Linked DNA regions of Sus scrofa: region 1 is linked to region 2. The links are chromatin contacts, called in public Hi-C maps. All regions are on one chromosome and are shown on one strand. The core of a region is the stretch at or near the end of the contact, and the rest is flanking DNA. Distances in the headings are between cores, read along the strand shown. Region 1 overlaps SMG6 (telomerase-binding protein EST1A). Region 2 holds the start of HIC1 (hypermethylated in cancer 1 protein).

The links. A called contact is a pair of places that touch in the nucleus more often than the background predicts.
Region 1: a Hi-C map of retroperitoneal adipose tissue shows a contact between it and region 2, with 2.0 times the contacts expected there. The contact joins the enhancer-like site here to the promoter of HIC1 in region 2. A contact is called at or near these places in 11 of 47 Hi-C or Micro-C datasets (embryonic fibroblasts, fetal heart ventricle, heart right ventricle and 6 more) and 1 of 2 datasets of contacts at active chromatin or transcription factors (skeletal muscle).

What each region holds. Positions count from the first base shown.
Region 1 is chr12:48,270,006-48,273,545 of Sscrofa11.1, forward strand. It overlaps SMG6 (telomerase-binding protein EST1A), which reads right to left. Exons shown (of 19, transcript XM_021067586.1): 13 at 163-364. Among named protein-coding and RNA genes, the nearest start is that of HIC1, 100 kb to the left of the region's middle. Within about 2 kb of position 2,251, at least 34 of the 83 cell types and tissues checked have an H3K27ac peak or open chromatin away from gene starts, as enhancers often do. A contact at or near this core is called in liver, omental adipose tissue, retroperitoneal adipose tissue and 1 more, where this site is marked.
Region 2 is chr12:48,166,265-48,169,765 of Sscrofa11.1, forward strand. It overlaps HIC1 (hypermethylated in cancer 1 protein), which reads left to right and starts at 1,597. Exons shown (of 2, transcript XM_005669112.3): 1 at 1,597-1,753; 2 at 3,207-3,501. The coding sequence starts at 3,227.

The sequences.
Region 1 (3,540 bases), core at 1,001-3,500, 100 kb after region 2:
ACAGAGCTGGATGTCAGCGGCTAAAAGGTCGATATTTTCCCTTAACACCCTTCTCAATGACTTAATCATGTTCCGTTTGCACAGAAAACTTCCCAAGAATAAAAAAGTCTGGAGAATAAAGAGGAGGGGTGAATGGGGAGGGATGTTTGGCCTGGGCCTGACCTTATCCGAGGTTTTCTCCACGTAGCAGGGGTCCTGAGGGGCAGCCAGCAAGGGGACAAAGCCCGAGAGAAGCCGATCCTCTTCCAGGATAAGGAGGGTGAGGTCATCGTCCGGGTCCTTGTACAGTGGCACCTCAGACTGATTCACTGCAGTCAGTATGTTACAGAAATCAGCCAGCATTGACCACACATCCACAGCAACCCTGTGAGACATAAGGTAAGAAAAGAGCAGCTCTAAAGAGGGACCAGTTACAGTATTCTAAGCACTTGTGGCAGGGAGGTACTTGTGGCAAATGTTGTCTATGGCTGGCATCTGCCAGGAAATCTAACCCAGAAAGCTAGGATACAAAATTGTGCACTCATGGCAGTAATCTGGTGGGTGTGTGTCCATCTATGCGAAGTTGAAATTGATTAGGGGAGTTTTTAATCCTAACCAGAAAGGAAAAAGAATTTAGAGAATCAGTTGCCTAATGCAGGTCCTGTCACCTTTCCAGACAGTGTGCCTGAGACACTTACTCAAACAGTCAAGACAACCAGTGCCTGGGGCGGCTCCCAGAACTCCCCAACTCCTGTCCAGCCAAGTATATGCCACACAGACAGCAACACAGTGCCAATCTCCCTGCCTTCCTCATGGTCAGAGGGGCTGGTCACATCCCACAGACTCATATGGCTATTACCCCCCGCCCCCCGACCCTAGTCCCCTACAATGTTTAGAACTCTCCTCCTAGGAGTTCCCCTTGTGGCTCAGCAGTAATGAACCTGACTAGTATCCACGGAGACGTGGGTTCGATCCCTGGCTTCGCTCAGTGGGTTAAGGATCTGGCATTGCTGTGAGCTGTGGTGTAGGTCACAGACCATGGCTCAGATCTGGCGTTGCTATGGCTGTGGTGTAGGCCGGCAGCTGCAGCTCCAATTCGACCCCTAGCCTGGGAACTTCCATATGCTGCAGGTGTGGCCCTAAAGGGGGGGGGGGATCTCCTCCTATATACAAGTAGGAAAACAAACACACACCCGACAAACACCTCATATCTGGCCTGCCAAGATCCTCCCAGGAGGGTGAAGCTTCCCGGGCATTTCAGCAGATGAACCAGTACCAGGGCCACCTTGGTCATCCTCATCCCACTCCCGCTTCTGTCACGCACTTCTGGAAGGTCAGATATAGGGACTGTCCCAGTTTTAGCACTGAAAGCCCCATGTCACAAGAAACCTCTCAGTCCTGGGCAAACTGGGATGGCTGGTCATCCCTAACTGCATTATCACCAGGTCCTGGTTGAACCTGAGCAGAAATCTTGAAAATGCAAGGTCTGGATCTCCCCACTTCAAACTCCAGGCAGAATCATTTGTTACCACCATTTGTCCAAAAAAAACAAAAAAACAAAAAACAACTGTGGTTCAGATCCCTGCTTTGGTGGGTGCTAATAAGGATCCTTAGAGCTTTCTTTTTTGTCTGCAGAGGACATAGCTCAAGTAGCCAAACTGTGGTCAGATCCAGGGCCTGCCAAGTCTATAGGCCCCAGGCTGTACAAGACTTGGCTTTCTTTTCCAGAAGACTACCTAACCAGCGAGTCTGAAACAAGCAATGCTCTATGGATGCTAAGTTGCACTCTAAAAGGAGGGAACTGCATAAAATAACAAAGAAAAACTTTACAATTAGGCGCAAGAGATGGAGCGGCAAGAAGCAAAGTGAGCTGTAAGAGCGAGCTACATCCTGGAATCTTCCCAGAGGAGTTACTGCGCATGAGCCAAATCTGCCAGGGAGGGGCCTCGGACCTGAGCAATTCGTTTCTCCTGGAGACCGGGAGCCTTTGGGAGACAGCAGAAAAGAGGACATTCAAGGGACATGGCACAGAAGGTGATGCCGGGGGAGAACGTGGAGTAGAGGTGTGGGGACTCCCCGACTGGCTCCAGGTGGAAGGAGCCTGCACTGGTTTATTTACTGTAATAACTGCACTAGGAAAAGGCAATGAAATGAAACATCTTGTTTTCAAGAGTGTCCTGGGAACTGGGCGGAACACAGCTCCATTAATCACACAACGGCACATAATCAACACACGTGTACTGCACAAGGAGCTCGCCTCGCAGGCTTTGCCCAGGAAAAGGAACATGTTTGGGAAGAATCACCGGAGGGACGAGAGCTTTCTAAAGCCTCTCTCTGCACAGACACCGACAACCAGACTCATTCACAAAGCTCCATCTTTTGGCTCGGCTGAGTTTGGCTGTCAGAAATGTTTAAATATGGAAAAAAATAAACAGTTGCAACACGTTTCAGTGCAGAGATCTGCCTGAGCCCCTTTGTGATGTAATGGGAAACGCGGCATTCAGGCTACCAGCTGTAGAATAAACAGAACTTCGAGGGTTAAAAGGAACTGAACTTTCCACGACCCCATCTGCAGAGAAGAAAATAATAAGAGGAATGATGCACTGCCCCACAGCTCTGATAGTTTATCCTCCGGTCCCGGCTGCAGAGACAAGCACCGGATGTGATAGGGCTGCTCAGGGCCGCCTCCGAGGTTAGCGCTGCCCATGGGAGACGCACAGGGAGGCTCTTCCAGCTCCCCGCTTCCTCCCCCAGTGCCCTGCTGGCCACTTGAGCCCACTGCCTGAGTCTGATCCCACAGTGCTGGTGAGCTCTGGCCAAGAGGCACTGCTCGGCTGCAGAGCAGCAATTTGGAAAATAAACAGGAAAGACGACAGTGAGAAGGAAGAAGGTGAAAAGTCTCCCAGCTGAATTCTTGGCTTGGGGGCCTTGGTTGGTGCCGTGCAGGTCAAGGCTGCTTCAGGACATAGCCGGGGGTGGGGAGGGTGGGCAGCAGCATCTTCAGCAAGGGAGAGGCGGCAGAAAATTACCCACGGCTGCCACAGTGGGAGGCCCCACATCCCTCTCTCATCCTCCCACCCCTACCATCTTGGATCCAAGACGAAGAAATATGTGGTACCATGTGGTTCTCATTACCATGCTCCCCTGTCCCCTAAGGCTCAGATAAACCAAAACTGACTCCTCCCAGAGACTGCTGGCCACCACTAGGGACCCCTGCCCACATCTGCCTCTTGCCCATTACCACCCACCTTGTGCCAAAACCTTAAGACTCACTGCAAAAATGAAGTGGATGAGAGCTCCTGCCCTAGTTTTGATTTGTAAGACACCAGCTTGATGCCAAAAGACATAGGAAGTGTCCCCAAGTTCCCAACTCAGAAAGGTGAAGTGGCCCAAAGGCCCAGCTAGACTGAGCAGAACTGAAGGAATACACCTTCCCGCAGTGTATTCCTGCAGGAAGTGCCCCGATGAAAGCTCATTTCTGCTCTGATCCCTTCAGACTGGTTTTGTCCTGAGTGGCTACTCTCTTCTGGTGTCTCAGTGGGACTTCACACCTCACCATCA
Region 2 (3,501 bases), core at 347-2,846:
TTTTCATTCCTGGAAACTCATACTTCCTTAGGACCCCGGAGCAGGGTTGTGGGGGAGTCGGAGCAGAGGACTGGGATAAGATAGACCCAGAACAAGGAGTGGAAACAGGGTGAGGGCAGACTCAGGAAGCAGTGGGGGTCAAAATAACCTTTGGGGACCAGGAGCCGCCGCCTGGTCCCAAGGCCATGTAGTTGCCTGTATAGGAAAGGGAGCCTCTGGGGGGCGCCCGAGACCTTGGTGTCTGTCTGGGACTGCGAGCGACCGCGCGGGCGGCTCTTCAATGAATGACTCAGCCACTACCTCTGGCGGGGGCGTGGGGGCGGAGGGCAGCGCGGGGGTGCGGCGAGCGCCGTCCCCACCGCCCAGCGGTCCTGCACGGTTGCTAAGCTCTCCAAGGCCTCGGAGAGACGCGATCTGGGCGAACCTCATCGGTTACTATGGTAACTCTGCGCCCCATCTTCTCGTGCGCCGCGGCTGAGGGAGGCACAGCCAATCAAAAGCTGCAGGCTTTCTCGGAACCCACTCCCACCCTCCACGTGTGGGCGGGGGTCAGGAGGTGCGGGGAGGAGGCGGAGCGTGGGTTGAGGAGATCCACTCAGCCACGCAGGCGTTGGCTTCAGGCCTGGCGTGATGGCGGGGCGGCGCGGTACACTTCCGGAGTAGCTGTGCCACTGCCCGCTCACCAGTGCAGGGGTCCCCTCCCTCCTAGAAGGGGCGTCACCTGCAGGAAATGGGCCTTCACTTGGGGGTGCAGGACCCTGCGGGGGATCCTGGGCTCCAGGCCCTGCTGTAAGACCGTTGCGCGTACCTCAAAAATGGCTCGCACAGGGTATCTGGGAGCTTAGGTCTCTTCTGCGGGACCACCCAAGAGGCTCTGTCCAGCCGTTCCCCTGTCACACATCCTGGGGTCCCTCCAGAGATATGCAAGTTCAGCGTGCACTGTTTGGGTACCACTTCTGCCCAGGTCACAGAGGGCTCTACATGGCAGCCCCCTGAGTATGCCAGAAAGCCGGGACTTCGTAAGGGGGCAGGTGTGTATGCAAACATGAGCGCCTTCGAGTGTCAATGCCTAGAGAGGATCTGGGTGCAGATGGGTTTATTCTGTGCATACCATACCCACAGGGTTGAGTGAGGGAGGGTGTGTTGAGGGGGTGGGTGGGTACAAACGGACAGTCCCACCCAGGAATATCTAGGGGGTACCCTACTATCTTGTCTATCTTTTTCTTCCTTAGGATTTTCGGAACCTCTCTTACACCATCTACTTTCACCAGAGTCTCCTCCTTGTGGGCAAGACTTCTCTGAATTGGGGCAATTTGAGAATTTAGAAATATGTACATGGGATCATTCAGCTCAAAATCCCGAGGCTTGTGGGGCTCGCAGGTCCGAGGCTTGGGTCTCCAGATGGGCACATCTGGGAGGCTGAACCTGCGAACAGCCCCCCCCGCCCCCGCCTCCGCCAGCCCTGCATCTGCGATCCTCCAGCCCAGGTGCGCAGGAGGGAGGTCGCGGCTGTGCCGCGCCAAGTCTCGCCGCGAGGTGGCGCCATAGCTGCAGCGGCGCCTGCCGGCCCGGGCCGCTCCAGATAAGAGTGTGCGGAAAGAGCAGCGGGGCTGAGACGCGACCAGGACGCGGGGAGGACGGACCAGCAGGACAGACCGACCGGGGGCCCGGAGGGCGGAGGGCAGCGCAGCGCAGCCACGTCCCCCCTGGATCCGCCGGCAGCCGGGCCCGGGGCTTCCGACATGCCCCCCAGGTGGGTCCTCGGGCTGGGGACCGGGAGGGACAGGGGACCCGGACACGCCCGGTCCTCGCGCGCTGGCCGCCTCGGGCGCATCCTCCGGCGCGGGCGCCCCAACGCGGCTGGCGTTCAGGGCTCCGGGTGTCGCTCCTAGAGAACTCAGGACCGCCGGGACGCTACTCTGCGCCGGGTTCATGGCGGGGTCAGCGGCCCGGGCCCGGCTCTGCCCGCACATGGGTTGCAGAGGCGAGGGGAAGGGAAGGGGAGCTGGCGGGCGGGGCTGGCAGGGGCGCTGCCCTGGCACAGCGCGGCGCCTGGCAGCGGGGCGGGTGGGGCGCCGGCAAGGAGCTGCCACCGCCGCCGGGAGGGAAGCCCGGCTGGGCTGCGGCCTCAGGTAACGGGCCGCGAGGCCCTGCGGGCCAGGCGGGGAGAAGGGTCGGGCGGGCAGCGGACGGCCGGGGAGTTCTGGGCTCGGTTCAGGCCCGGCAGCGCCTGGCTCTGCCGAAATTGGGGGCCGAGAGGAAAAGCTGCGACCGAGGCACGGGGCCTGGCGCGCTCCTCCCGGCCAGCCCGAAGTTGGGAAACTTTTCCCCAAGTTTGGGGCGGCGGAGTTCCCGTGGAGAAGGGGCCGAGGGGAGCTGCGGAGGGAGGCGCCGGGCCGGCGAATGCAGAGAGGAGGCCGAGGCCAGGGCCGGGACGCGGGTGGGGCGCAGCCAGGGTCAGGGCCGCAGCCGGCTGTGCGCCGTGCCCGCCCGGGGCGCTGCCCCCTCCCTCCCCTGGGAGCTGCGTGGCTCCCCCCTCCCCCCACCTGCTTCCTGCCTCAGCCTCCTGCCCCGATATAACGCCCTCCCCGCGCCGGGCCGGCCTTCGTGCTCTGCCCGCCACGGCAGCCGCTGCCTCCGCTCCCCGCGCGCCGGCCGCCGCCCGGGGCCCAACGGAGAGGGCCTGACAGCCCCCGGCCAGGGCGGCGCCACGACGGGCACCGCGCTCCCCTCCTACGGACCACTTCCCCAACTGGGGCAACTTCTCCCGAGGCGGGAGGCGCTTTTTTACGCGGCTCCCTTATATCCCACTTGGGCAAACTTCTCGGCCTTGAATGACTTTTCCTGAAGCGGACATTTTCCTCAAATCGGGTAACTGTTTCCCAAAGGGTGACTTCGCACCAACAGCTTTCTCCTCAGAAGCCCCCAGAACCCAGGCCGTGCGCCTGGCGGCATCCGGGCCCGGGGGCGCAGGCCAGCCTGGCCTCTTCTCCACCAGCCAGTCTCGACTCCTTCTCCTGGTCCGGGCCGGCCGGCCCAGGCTCCCACTCCCAGAGGCCGCGGATCCTCCGCCAGCGCCCAGGCCGCGGTGCTCGATGCCCCTGCCCAGCTGAGGGGAAGGGGAAGTGGAGGGGAGAAGCGCCGGGCTGGGTGCAGGCGGCGAGGGCTGGCTGCGGCTCTGACCCGGCCGGTGTGTGTCCCTGCAGGAGATTGTGCTGGGCAGACGATGCTGGACACGATGGAGGCTCCCGGCCACTCGAGGCAGCTGCTGCTGCAGCTCAACAACCAGCGCACCAAGGGCTTCTTGTGCGACGTGATCATCGTGGTGCAGAACGCCCTCTTCCGCGCGCACAAGAATGTGCTGGCGGCCAGCAGCGCCTACCTCAAGTCCCTGGTGGTGCATGACAACCTGCTCAACCTGGATCATGACATGGTGAGCCCGGCCGTGTTCCGCCTGGTGCTGGACTTCATCTACACCGGCCGTCTGGCTGACGGCGCAGA